Linked DNA regions of Ovis aries: region 2 is linked to region 1. Evidence: chromatin contacts called from public Hi-C data. All regions are on one chromosome and are shown on one strand. Each heading gives the region's core, a stretch centred on a gene start, on an enhancer-like site or on the middle of the called end of the contact. The rest is flanking DNA. Distances are from core to core; before and after follow the strand shown.

Region 1 (6,773 bases), core at 561-3,060:
AAAGCTTTGAGTCGCCAGAATTAGCATACAGATTACAGGTTCTTCTGGGAAACTTCCGAAGGGGAAGTAAGCGATACCCAATCCAGGTATACAAGATGAATGCTCTTTCTTAAAATGAATTTGGGAACCTGGAAAGTTGGTTGACAGACAAGATATCTCACAGGAGCAGCTAATTCAGTCACAAAGATATATCATGTTCTTTCAAGGACCCTGCCAGAGTTCAGCGTGACATTGATCCAGCAGCAAGGAAGCAGGCTCTGGGTGATTTAAGGGATGAATGGATTTGAAAGGCATGCCTAATGGTTTCAAACCAACTAAGGCACCAGATGAAAAGCAGACTGTGCTTGAATCAGCGACTGCTTTTGCACAAGGTTATTTATGGGGAGGCAGGTGCATGAGGCTAAGGTGGTTTCAGGTGACAATGCAAATTGGAAAAGAGGGCCAGGAAAAGATGGGTGTGGGAACTAAATCAAAGGCCATCCTTCAACATCTGCTTTAGGTGTTTTGTAAATCTCTACCAAGATGTCAAGTCAGCATTTCATTTACACCCAGGAGAATGAGATTGCAAAGGGTAGGAGTGTAAGAAAAAAAAGAGGTGTATTTCTCCCTATTTCATCATAGAGCGCCTTGGTGAGATATTTAATAAACCCAATGCCTTTATATTGATTACTATCTTTTTGCTTCTGTTCAAAAATGCTGGGCATGTGTCCCAGTGAGGTAGAGGATAGCCACTCTATCACAGTTGAACTTCGAAACCATATTTGCTTAGTAAGGAGAGGCTTAATTTAAGATCCGGGAATGACTGGTTCCCAAATTCCCATCTAGATTCCAGAGGAACTTTGCCCTTTGGTGAGAGGCCACCACTTCCCTTTCTCACTTGAGGTTCCAGAGATGGGAATGAAAAAAGAGTTCACATATTTCAGCTTGACTCCAGCTGGGATCTCAAGTACTTTTGTCCTCCTTCAGGCACTGTGGAATCTCAGAAGACAACAGTCAACAGTAGGCTCAGAGAGTGTTTCTCTAATTATGGATCTGAGTTGGAAGAAAGTAAAATCAAGTTTCCAACACAATCTAAAACATGCTTATTTTGAGCTTGAAAACATCTCAAAGATGATCTTCTCATTTCTCCCTAGCAGCATCTCTAGATGCTAGTAAAGCTACACCTTTGTTAACCTCCTTGAAAAAAGAGGTATTGTGTTGAGATTACAAACAATGCAGAGCAGACAAGTAAGAATGGACTCACCTCTTTGGCGTGAGAACAAAAAGTAAGTAACTCCCAGATAAGTACATTCTTTGGAACTGAGCCCCAGATGCTTAGGAGATCTCACAGTCAAGGGGAAATAATCAGTATTTCTGAGGAAAGAAGGTCCTATTTCTCTCTATAAGCATGAAATAGGGATATTTCCTGATTTGTTACAGGTTTCCATATAAAAAAATGAATTTGCATTTTGCTTCATTTCCCCTAGATGCTACTTTAAAAAAAAAAAAAAACTAATTCCTAATCAACGAAGGAAAAGAATTCTGACTCAAATAATTACTATCTTTGGTTTCCCTGGAAGAAAAACAAAGCTAAAGTTTGTCATCTTTTGACTTGGGAATATCTTGTCAGCAGTTTATCAAGACACAAAATAACAATTCAGTACATGGAAACTATAAATAGGCCTGGAGGATCATTTAAAACCTTTCTTTGAGATAAATCTTTACTATTTTTTTTTTTTTTGTAGGAAATGATCCCCATGCATATTCTTCCTACAGTTTTTCATCTACAACTTCCATGCAGTTCCTGGCCTTAACAGTAGATGGCTCCACGTTCCTTGTCGTTGAAAGGGCTGGTGCATTCTAGCAGAAACAGTAGGTGCTGGTTTAGAAAAGTAAAAGGACAATTGGGAGTTCTGGGGGAAATTTTTTGAGAAATTGGCATGTGTGATTGTGGCAAATTACTGAACTTTGGAAGGTGGCATTGCTCATGAAATACAGTTGCAAACATACAAAGCCAGTCGGTCTTATTTCCTTACGTCTTGGGTGCTGTTTATGATGAGAATTAATTGTCATTTTCCCAGAGGAATAAAAATGATCTTCTGGATAATCAAAATCATCATCATCTAATTAAGGGCTGTCAAAAAGAGCTTGCTGAGATATTTGAAACTTTCTTTTTCTGGCCAATACATCAGCCACTTACACACATAGCTATTGAGCACTTAAAACATGACTCGTGCAATTTTTTTTGTTTTGTTTAATTTAGTTAAACTTAAGTTCATATATCCCCATGTGGCTAGTTACTGAACAGCACTGGCTACCATATTGCACAGCACAGAGATAAGTAGTGGAATCATCATTTACACATGATAGATTTCAAGTCAAATTACAGAATATCAAATGGGGAAGCAACCTTAACTAAAAGGGTTTATGTTTCTACACCCAATTTACCTCAGTAGGAAAATAACCTGATACTTAGGACATTTAGTAAACAAGTATAATTTTCTATCAACATGGTTACTGGGATAATACTATTTTTTTGACTGCAAGTTCTTGAAAAATTACCCTTATCTGCCACCCCTCCTCCATTCTTCCCTTTTAGATAAACAGAAGGATATTAGTGGTCTATAAAGTGCTTTCCTTTCTTACAAGACTAACTTGTGCTTTCTCTGTGTTACAGTAATTTTCATACCAGAGTTTCCTAATAAAATATGAATCAACTGAATGACTTCTAGACATAGACATACCTCGAAACAAAGTAATATACAGACCATATAAAGTAATATACAGACTTGTCAAAAGATTGATTTTAAGATGATCGGTTTTAATAGTAACACTAAATTAAAAGGTCAAAAAATTTTCCTCATTCAGCCTTCTTGAAAACTAGCATTTTTAAAAACACTTGTAGGAGAAAAACAAAAGGCAGTTCAGGCAAACAGTAAATCTTTACATAATTTTCATCAATAAGAAATTTCACTCTCCTGTCTTCATTTTTGTGTACCCAGAAAGTAGCTGAACATCTAACCACAGATCATTACTTCAGCCTTCATTCTTCCACAGCCAATAAATGGTACAAATGAATGAAGTGATAGTATAGCAAAATAAGTCAGCTAACACAGAGCTAAAAGAGACTCATAAATCATCTAGTGTGACAACTCATCAATTTCACAGATGTTGCAGGCATAGGGAGAGAAGGAGTGACTTGTTAGGGCTCCATACTGATTAGACCCCTCCTCTCTATTTCCAAGGCAGAAATCTGCCTATAGCACTTGGCTACATCTGTCATTCTAGGATGAGAGGGTTGCACAAATCTAATTTTTATAAATTTAACTGCAAACCCCAAAGTACAACTGAAGGGGAGGTAACATCTGAATTCAACCACCAAAGACAAAAACCTCATCAATCTTAAGTATTTTCAATATTATAATTCGTCTCCTTACAACCACACAAAATGTTGGCTTTTCCATTTATTATCTGTGGCATCAGAATCAAGATTCTAAGTCCCTGCTTCAGAGATGCCAGATTCTTCTCCCAAGGAAGGGAGGATACATTTCCTCATCTCTTGTTCAAGCAGATATTCTCTCTGGGGTCATCCGAATTCTCCTCCAAAGTCCAATTGTTCCAGGCCACCTCTGGAGATTGATGAAGTTGAACCCATCTTTTCCTCTGCCATATTAGGTACCTTACCAACATAGACCATCACCTAGCTTTGCCCTTTCAATTTTCTTAACCATTTCTTTTTTCTCCTAGAGAGGTGTTATTCAATTGATATGTTTTTGTCTATTGTAGCTTATTAGCTAGTAGCTATTTTTAGACTGTAAGAATGCAGTGTTAGTAATAAGCATGAATTATGGTAAATAATATTTAAATATTTAATATATGGATAAGAATAAATTAAATTTTAAAAAATAAATACAAATGGTTTATGATTTTCTACTCCAAAAGTCAGTAGGATCTCAAACATCAGATTAAGTGTCTAGTGGAGCATATAAAATAGAGCAAGACTGAAAGTGCACCAAGGGTGACATAAATTCTAAGACTTTAATAGTCCATTAGACCACTGGAAAGTACTAGGCTTAGTAGCCAGAAATGTTGCCACCTCTAGGAAAACAAAGGATTGACCAACATGTAGAAGGATGCCAACAAGAAACTTGCTAATCAGTAGCTGATCTTCTCCACTTTTTGCCTGACAGGTGTAACAGAGCATCAGCTGTGAACCCTGATTTCTGTCAAAAATGCCCCAGGTCCTCCCTGGCCCAACCCCCTCCTCCCTCCCCCCCAAATAAAATAACCATTAATAATAGGATCCAACAAGCTGCCACACTTTTTAATCTGTTACGAAAATCTCAACAGCCTAGCATTTATATTTTTATATCCTTTTAGAAGTCACTTCTACATTTGCCCTAAACCTCACCTGACTAGTTGTTTTCCTCCCAAATCTCTGATCGGGCATATACTCTGGTGAACTGTAACCTCCTTGTTTCTTAGCCTAGGCTTATCACCACGGTCTATGTTTTAAATTAAGACACAGCCATCACATGCTAAGCTCTAGCCGCTGTCTTCAGAAGGAAAGAATAATTATTCACCCCATCTGAGTCTGACTGTACCAGACATTAATCAAGAGGGCAAAAGCCTGATCCCTGAACTCTTCCCCTTTATGCACCCAGTTCCGAGACCCTCCCAGGCCATCAGATCATCGAGGTCTAAATATAGATCTACGCGCACCAGCAGTCCCTGACCCCTGTCACATGGTGCTGCTGACGAACGACTCCTTGGAGACGCCTTCGACCCAAACACACGTACACAAATTTGTGTGCATATCCATCCATATACACTATACCCACTGAATTCGTTAGCAAAGATGAGCATATCCATCCACTCAGAAAAGAGGGTCGCTCCCTAGAGACGCCCTCTTGGTACACTTGCGCCACTCGGCACTGTCAGAGGACTTAGCTACTTTGCTCTCGCCTGACCTGCGCGGATCACGTTGGGGTAGGGTGAGAATCAATACTCCAGTGGTACGTAGACAGAGAGACACACCCACGTACTCTCCAGACCCCCTGTTCTGCTTTTTCTCAGGAACAGCACTGAAGTTTCCACGGTTCCCCGAGAAAGGAGCCTTCCTCCCGCCAGCAGCCCGCGAGGCTCCCAGGTACCCACAGTTCAGATTACTATCTCCCAGCCAGGTGACCCAAGACGACTCACCTGAGCTCAGGCAAGAGCAAGGGGACACTCTGTCCCAAGTAGCCAGCTAAACAGAGGAATTAAAGAATATTACCGTGTCAGTGGTGAGCACATGACTTCTGTTCCCTTGTCTCTTCTAAGTCAAACCTTAAGATTTTAAGGCTCCGACACCAAAAAATAAACAGCACCCCTCCGCCCAACCCACCCACGCACGAAAACTAGCCAAGAAGTAGAAGAAAACAACCCAGGAAGGGAGAAGAGGATGAAGAGAGGATGAACAGCGACTAGGTCTCGGATAGATCCTCAAAACCTATACCAAGATCTCGAGACAGAAGGCCTGGCCGTGGGATCCGGCTGAGAAAAACAAGGCAAAAATCCAAGCCTGTCCCCTCCTGGACCCCATCGGCTTGGGTCCCGCACCTGTTGGCATCGTGACCGCTCCAAGGGCGGCCCCAGACGCCCTCGGCGGCCAGGCAGGAGAACTCCCCACTCCACTCGCTTTCGCGGAACGCTCTGCACCAAGAGCGCTCGCTCACCCTGCTCTCCCGACGCCTCCAGGGGCACCGACAGCGGGAGCGAGTCCGAGAGCCTGGGAGAGGGCAGCGCGCAGCAGGGTAGCGCGTTCCCGCAGCCGGGCTCTGGTTTCTCCCAGAACTACTGATCAGGGAACAACTCACCTGCAGATGGACCCCGCGTCCTCGGCTTCCCGACTGCTTTCCGTGTGCCCACCAACGCAACCAAAGGACAGGGAGCGAAAGAGCGCGGGAAGATGAGGGGTGAAAAAAACGAACTCTGTCCAACCAGTCTGGTGTCTTGTTTATACTGAAACTACGGCCGCGGCCGGGGCGCACACCCACTTGGCTCCGAAGGCCCGCCCCCGCCGTCAGCCCCGCCCCGCGCCCTTCCTCACGGGCCAATCACGGCGAAGATCCCCGCCCACTCTGCCACCGCCCCCGGCGCCCGGGACCCGCCCACGCGTCCCCAGGGGCCCGGGACTCCAGCAGCGAGGTTGCCTCGGTGCCCGCCCACGCTGCGGAGGCCGGCGGAGCCCGGCGCCGCAGTGTTTACCAACGCTGATTCGGCTAGCTCGGTCGGCGTGCGCTTCCTCCCAAGTGCACCTGCCGGGGGCTGTTTGTGCAGTCATGTGTGTGCCTGTGTGTGTTCGTTTACTTGTGTGCTACCTGTAAATACCGGCCCGACTTGTTATACCGTCTCTATTAACATAATTATGAGCTAGAGGTTACTGTCCGTGTAACTTTCAGAAGGGAGCGGAGAGAAACCACAAGAACATTCGCTCAGCAAATATTTATGGAAAGCCTGAGTGCCAGGGTTGTGCCAAACGCTGGGGGCACACTCCAGGTTGGTCCTTGCAATTATAAAGCTTACAGTCTAGTGGAGGACAAACATTAAGAAAATCGTCACCCGAACAAAACGTAAAACTGAGGCGGTTACAGGTGCCACAATGAAAGGGAACTGTGCTGTGAAATAAGATTCTGGAGGCAAAGGGGTGGCCTGACCTCAGTAAATGTCTTGCTGTCATGGCAACCTTAAACTTGATCATTGGATACTTGATAACTATTTTAGAAAAAGAGGTAAAACCCCCAGTACTTCAC
Region 2 (6,996 bases), core at 1,748-4,247, 410 kb after region 1:
GAGAACTTGAAATAAAAAGGACTGGAAGTAGAAAACATAAGTGCAGTCTGCAGACAGCCAATGCCCTTCAGGACATGAGGTGGGGAATTAGAATGAAATGTGGTTCAGCAATTTCTGAGAGTTGCTGAGAAGTGAAAATTCAGCCTACCTGGGCCTGTGCAAACACAATGATGATTACGATGTACACTGCCGCCCACCCTCTCCTCCTTCCTGACTGCCAGAGGGTGCCATCTGCCTACAGGAGACCGTCAAAGCAAAGATATGTACGAAAGGAATCTGCCCTTTTCTCGGCCCTGCCCCATGGAAGTTAAGCCGGGAGAGACTAAATTCTTCCTACCACGTACGTGTGGCACGCAGCCTGCATCTCTGTGGTCTCTGATGGGAGCCACATTCTGAAAGCTGATAAACCAGATTTCTGTACATTAGAGACTGGGGGGAAATACTTTTAATTCAAGGCATTTTGAAAACTATTTCCTAGAGAGTTCTGCCAGGAGACTAAGGGAATCCAAAGGCCCTGAAGTAGCTGCGCTAGATCCCATGTGGCTCCTGTCCAGCATCCTTGACTCCCGGAGCCCACGGCCCCACCGAGAAGCTAATTCTCATCTTGGATACATCAAGTCTCACTCCATCCTCTTAACCTCAAAGACTGAGTCTGGAATTCATTAAAAACACACACACACACACACACACACACACACACACACTTCTATGTTGTTTGATTCAACATTGTTAAAGGCTTTCAGAAAACAAGTGTGCACTATTCAAAGAAGGCTGAGTTCTATGGGCTAAGTCAGAAATGCCTGGTATTAAAGAGACGCAGTGTGCCTTAAAATAGGGGTCCCCAACCTCCAGTATCTAATGCCTGATGGTCTGAGGTGGAGCTGATGTCATAATAATAGAAATAAAGTGCACAATAAATGTAATAAACTTGAATCATCCTGAAACGATTCCCCCCGCCATGGTCCGTGGAAACCAGTCCCTGATGCCAGAAGATTGAGCGCCGCTGTCCTACAATATCTTTGCAGTATGGCACAAGAAGTGTGGGCCTCCCTAGTGCTCAGCAGTAAAGAACCCACCCGCCAATGCAGAAGGCATGGGTTCAGTCCCTGGGTTGGCAAGATCCCCTGGAGGAGGAAACAGCAATCTATTCCAGTATTCTTGCGGGGTGAATCACATGGACAGAGAAGCCTGGTGGGCTACAGTCCATGGGGTCACAAAAAAGTCAGAGACGACTTAGCGACTGAACATATAAGCACAAAAAGCGTAGAATTTGTAGCCAAAATACATAGATACACTGTCTTCAGCAGTGACCCTCACTAGCAACATGACTTTGTGCAAGTTACTTAGCTTTCTGGGCCTCAGTTTCCTCTACTGTAAAATGGAAACAAACAAACAAACAAAAAAAAAAAACCCACTTTACAGCATGGCAAGGATTAAATACAATCATATACACATAACCCACAGCTCAAACACTGGTAAACATTCAAGAAATATTGGTCTCTCTTCCAGTTTGAGCTCATAAAAAACTAGACTGGAAAAGAAAGTTTACCTGTCAAACAACTTTTAATGCAGCATTGAACACTAATAAATTAAGACTATTCTTGGTTAGGTCAGCAGTAAATCATGTCCGACTCTTCGCAACTCCATGGACTGTAGCCCACCAAGCTCCTCTATCCATGGGATCTCCCAGGCAAGAATACTGGAGTGGATTGCCAGTTCTTTCTCCAGGGGATCTTCCCAACCCAGGGATTAAACCCACGTCTCTTGTACTGGCAGACGTGTTCTTTACTGCTGAGCCACCTGGGAAGCCCGAATAAATGAAGATGGATACACCATAATACAAGATACAATATTTTATCACACAAAAGACATCATTGATCATAGTTCAGTTCAGTTCCGTTCAGTCACTCAGTCATGTCCGACTCTGTGACCCCATGAATTACATCACACCAGGCCTCCCTGTCCATCACTAAAAAGGAAAAAGTGCAGCTAATCATATGTTGTTGTTGACTCTATAAAGCATCACAATTTCATCAAAGCTAAAATATGAAAAATGCGTGTATATTTTCATAAAATCAATGAAAGACAGTGAGTATTTATGATTCCAGAAAAGCTTACAGATAAAAAAGAAGAACCAGGAAACAAAAAAATCTCATATTTCCGTTCTGTAGCTTAATCTCTTTACTTTTAAGGGAGAAAAATAACAAAAAGGTGTGGGCGTTCCTAATAGCTCAGTTGGGAAAGAATCTGCTTGCAATGTCGATGGCCCTGGTTTGATTCCTGGGTTGGGAAGATCCACTGAAGAAGGGATAGACTACCCATTCCAGTATTCTTGGGTTTCCCTTATGGCTCAGTCCGCAATGTGGAAGAAATGGGTTTGATCCTGGAGTTGGGAAGATCCCCCGGAGAAGGGAAAGGCTACCCACTTCAGTATTCTGGCCTGGAGAACTTCATGGACTATATAGTCCACAGGGTCACAAAGAGTTGGACACAACTGAGCAACTTTCACTTTCACTTCATAAACCAAAGAATCTAGGAACTGCTCAAGTGGGAATTCCTTTAAATACCACTTGTGGTGGCTCAGATGGTAAAGAACCTGCCTGCAATGCGGGAGACCCAAGTTTGATCCCTGAGTTGGGAAGATCCCCTGGAAAATGGAATGGCTACTGACTCCAGTATTCTTGCCTGAAGAATCCCATGGACAGAGGAGCCTGGAGATTCATGGGGTCACAAAAAGTCAGACACAACTGAGCAATTAACATTTACTCAGTTTGCATCAGTACCTAGATATGTAGATACAGTATTTGAGGGAACAGCAAGTGGAAGAATTTGGAAGGTATTACAGTCTTCCTTTTAAATTCTTTAATTTCCATCTAAGTATTCTAGATGCTTAAGTATTGAAAGTGTGTAGTTCTGACTGTAAGAAGACCAAACACAGGGTAATTCTGAGGCTTGGAGGACATTGGAGTGCCTCCTGACCTTCTAGTTAAATAACCTACAGCGACATGTAGTGGTGGCTCCCTTAAATTACAACCAGGTGTCCCATAGGGTAGGACACCTGCCCCAATCGAATGCTAAGCAATGTTCTTTATCACAGTGTGAGTGATAGCTCCATACTCTTGCCAGACAGAGGTGGTTAACAGGTCTTCTAGAGGTGGTTCCAAAATTGGTGGCAGCCAATACCACTATAACCTTAATTTGTTTGATATTTTCTGCACATCCTTTAGTTCATTAACGGAGTTCCAGACCTGGAGGAGACCCTAGGGATTATCTAACCCAATTCTCTTATTTGCAGATTATAAAACTTCAATTCAACTATGTCAGCCCAAAGTCATAGGGGCAGGTAGGGGCAGATCCATACCTTGAACCAGGCCTCCCAATTCTGAATGCATTCTTCCCTCAATTAAGTTACTCTGGGGTTCATGAGTATTTAGTTAACTTCAGTTCAGTCGCTCAGTCGTGTCCAACTCTTTGCGACCCCACGAACCGCTGCATGCCAGGCCTCCCTGTCCATCACCAACTCCCAGAGTCTATCCAAACCCGTGTCCATCGAGTGGGTGATGCCATCCAACCATCTCGTCTTCTGTCATCCCCTTCTCCTCCTGCCCTCAATCTTTTCCAGCATCAGGGTCTTTTCGAAAGAGTCAGCTCTTCGCATCAGGTGACCAAAGTATTGGAGCTTCAGCTTCAGCATCAGTCCTTCCAATGAACACCCAGGACTGATCTCCTTTAGGATGGACTGGTTGGGTCTCCTTGCAGTCCAAAGAACTCTCAAGAGTCTTCTCCAAACCACAGTTCAAAAGCATCAATTCTTCAGCACTCAGCTTTCTTTATAGTCCAACTCTTACATCCATACATGACTACTGGAAAAACCATAGCCTTGACTAGACAGACCTTTGTTGACAAAGTAATGTCTCTGCTTTTTAATATGCTGTCTAGGTTGGCCATAACTTTTCATCCAAGGAGTAAGCGGCTTTAAATTTCATGGGTGCAATCACCATCTGCAGTCATTTTGGAGCCCAGAAAAATAAAGTCAGCCACTGTTTCCCCATCTATTTGCCATGAAGTGATAGGACCAGATGCCATGATCTTAGTTTTCTGAATGTTGAGCTTTAAGCCAACTTTTTCCACTCGCCTCTTTCTCTTTCATCAAGAGGCTCTTTAGTTCTTCTTCACTTTCTGCCATAAGGGTGGTGTCATCTGCATATCATGAGTATTAGCCATGCACATTTTTAAGCCCTTATTGATTGAGCACTTAACATGTGATGAAGTGTTTTGAGCATATTTACAGTTCCATTAGAAAATCTGAGATGAATTAGGGGCTGATATATTTAAAAAAAAAAAAGGCTTCCCAGGTGACCCAGTGGTAAAGAACCAATCTGTCAATGCAGGAGATTTGGGTTCAATCGCTGCATTGGGAAGATCCCCGAGAGGAGGAAATGGCAACCCACTCTAGTATTCTTGCCTGGGAAATCCCATGGACAGAAGAGCCTGGGGGTTATATAGTCCATAGGGTCGCAAAGAGTTGGACATGACTGAACTGACTTAGCATGCACACATATAAAAAATAAAGTCAGTGAAAATTAATAATTAAAATCTATATAGTCTGAATACCCCATGAGAGAATGACAGTTAATCCCCATTTTACAGTTGGAGAAATTGAGGCATAGAGTTCCTGGTAATTATTAACTCCAAAAACTCCCTAAAAGTTACATAGAAAAGCAAATGCAATCATAACATAGCGCATGGCTCAGCTATAAATGACAGTAACATAGGCTCAACAAGATAAACCACAACTCTAGAACATAACCATATCTGGAAGACATCGGGGAAAGTATGTATTGAAAAATAGGGCCAGGGGGACAGAGACAGGAGATAGAAGAAAACTAAGTCATCAGTTCCTGTAGCAGACATCAAGAGACAATATCAAAACTGAAAAGTTAAAACAAAAATAACAATATTAACATAGAGATGTTTGCGCTGTGCTAAGCCGCTTTAGTCATGTCCAACTCTTTGCAAATAATACATAATAAACAAACAAAAAAAAATAAAGAGAACAGTTTTAATCTTACAGTACAGTACATCAGCTGGCATACAGGGGCTAGCATCGAGTGTCCAGGCAAAAAGAGTTCCTGACTGGAGGAAGGAGAGGAGGTGGGAGATGGTAGAGCTGAAGGATCGTCAGCAATAGGAGATGGAGGGCAAGCTGCAATTTCACTCACGCCTGACATTGATGGAATGCACGTTTGCATCTTTGAAAGCTCACAACTGGAAGGTTAGTATGTAGGGGACTTACTGTATAAAGACTGAGCCCTCTTGACGTGAGAAGGACCAGCTCTGCAGTGATGTCCAGTTCTAGAACTCTCCGGGGGATCAGCTGAGCTTACCTTCTGTTTTCTCCCTCCTCCCTCCCACAAGGTGTTGGTCTCACACAGGGGGTGTGGTCTTCCCGGGAAACTTCTCACACACAAACCTCAACATCAGAGTGTGTTTCCCAAAACTCTGCCATGAGGGTCAAAGACAGGCCTTTTTACTGCGCCGCTAGATACGCAACTAACATTATTTCCATTTAAATGACTTTAAAAACAAAAGCCCTTGATTCTTTCACCTTCTTTAACTTCCCACTTCAGAGAGTTTTAAGCAGTGCATGTTGCATACTTTGATCTTATTTCACTTTAATAATGAAATTTATCTTCAAGATAATTTAATATTTGTCTGAATATCTACTATATACAAAGTACAGTGGAAAGTAAGGAGGGGGAAGACAGAGGAGAATGGACTGTGAATAAGCGTGCAGTGACTGAGATGTGGGGCTCTCTTCCTTGACACGTTTGTAATTTGATAGAGAATTTACAATATACAACAACTGCTGTAAAAACTAGAAGGTAACAAAGGCGTGAAAAGTGCTAAGGACGTTATGAGAGAAAACGAGGTTGCTAGTTTTGTGTATGGTTGTGTGGTTGTGGTGGTTGTTGTTTAGTTGATCAGCCACAGTTGTGTGGCAGAGGAGGAGAAAGGAAGAGAAAGAAGCAGGTGAAATGTTGCTACAATTTCCTGTTTAACCTCCTCAAGATCAACTAGCCTTTCAACACTGGATTAGAGTTTGACGGATGAAAAATGTCAGTGAGTAATTTCAGACAGATGTAATAACTAAGAGGAAAGGCTCAGAAGGGTAAAGGGTGAAGGCAGTGTTTGGGAAAAAAATTCCTAATCCAGTTTAACTAGAGCAGTGGGTGTACAAAAAGGAATAATGAAGTCAGTGCTGGGAGTGGCCAGGGGTTAGGGGGGCAGTGGAAAACCTGCCTGGAAATGTATCTTCATTTTCAAGTCAGACACCCTCAGGTCAGGACAGTGGCCTTGGCCAAGCCAGAGACCATCATACATCTTTGGATACGTCATAAGGGAGGCTGGCAACTGCCAGTTATTAAGTCATTGATCTCCGCTATAAATGGGATAAATATTAAAAACTAATTAAGACACAATTCATGTCTTCATACAATGCAGTGCTATGAAAACGTGAAATAAACAAGGTAAAATGAAGGGCTGCTGCTGCTGCTGCTGCTAAGTCACTTCAGTCGTGTCTGACTCCGTGCGACCCCATAGACGGCAGCCCACCAGGCTCCCCCATCCCTGGGATTCTCAAGGCAAGAACACTGGAGGGCTAGAGAAAGCCAAATATGAGTGAATGATTAAATACATATGCACTCAAGAGAGACACTAATCTATTCAAAACATGGAACAAGTAGCCAAAGCTTGGGCCAGGTTGGTCTGGGTGAGGGAGCTGTCTGCCGTCCAGCACTCCATGCCAACACTACAGGCTCGGCTTTCCTGCTGGAAACCTCCGCATTTTCATCAAGGACTTTTAACTAATGACTTAAGAGAAGGAGGCAACCTGTCGCTGTTCAAACTTTCCATCTTTACAGAGACGTTCACCACAAGGGGCATGAAACTTATAAGATGATGAAAGTGAAAGCCTGAGTGAGTCACTCAGTCGTG

Evidence for each region. Hi-C and Micro-C count contacts between places; a contact is called where the count stands out from the background.
Region 2: a contact with region 1 is called in a Hi-C map of liver, with 6 times the contacts expected there. The contact joins two enhancer-like sites. A contact is called at or near these places in 7 of 16 Hi-C or Micro-C datasets (blood, liver, mixed tissues and 3 more).

Annotation. Positions count from the first base shown.
Region 1 is chr6:96,953,176-96,959,948 of ARS-UI_Ramb_v3.0, forward strand. The region is part of intron 4 of RASGEF1B (RasGEF domain family member 1B); the gene reads right to left. Among named protein-coding and RNA genes, the nearest start is that of TRNAW-CCA, 160 kb to the right of the region's middle. Within about 2 kb of position 1,811, at least 6 of the 54 cell types and tissues checked have an H3K27ac peak or open chromatin away from gene starts, as enhancers often do. A contact at or near this core is called in liver, where this site is marked.
Region 2 is chr6:97,358,209-97,365,204 of ARS-UI_Ramb_v3.0, forward strand. The region is part of intron 2 of RASGEF1B (RasGEF domain family member 1B); the gene reads right to left. Among named protein-coding and RNA genes, the nearest start is that of RASGEF1B, 220 kb to the right of the region's middle. Within about 2 kb of position 2,998, at least 1 of the 54 cell types and tissues checked has an H3K27ac peak or open chromatin away from gene starts, as enhancers often do. A contact at or near this core is called in liver, where this site is marked.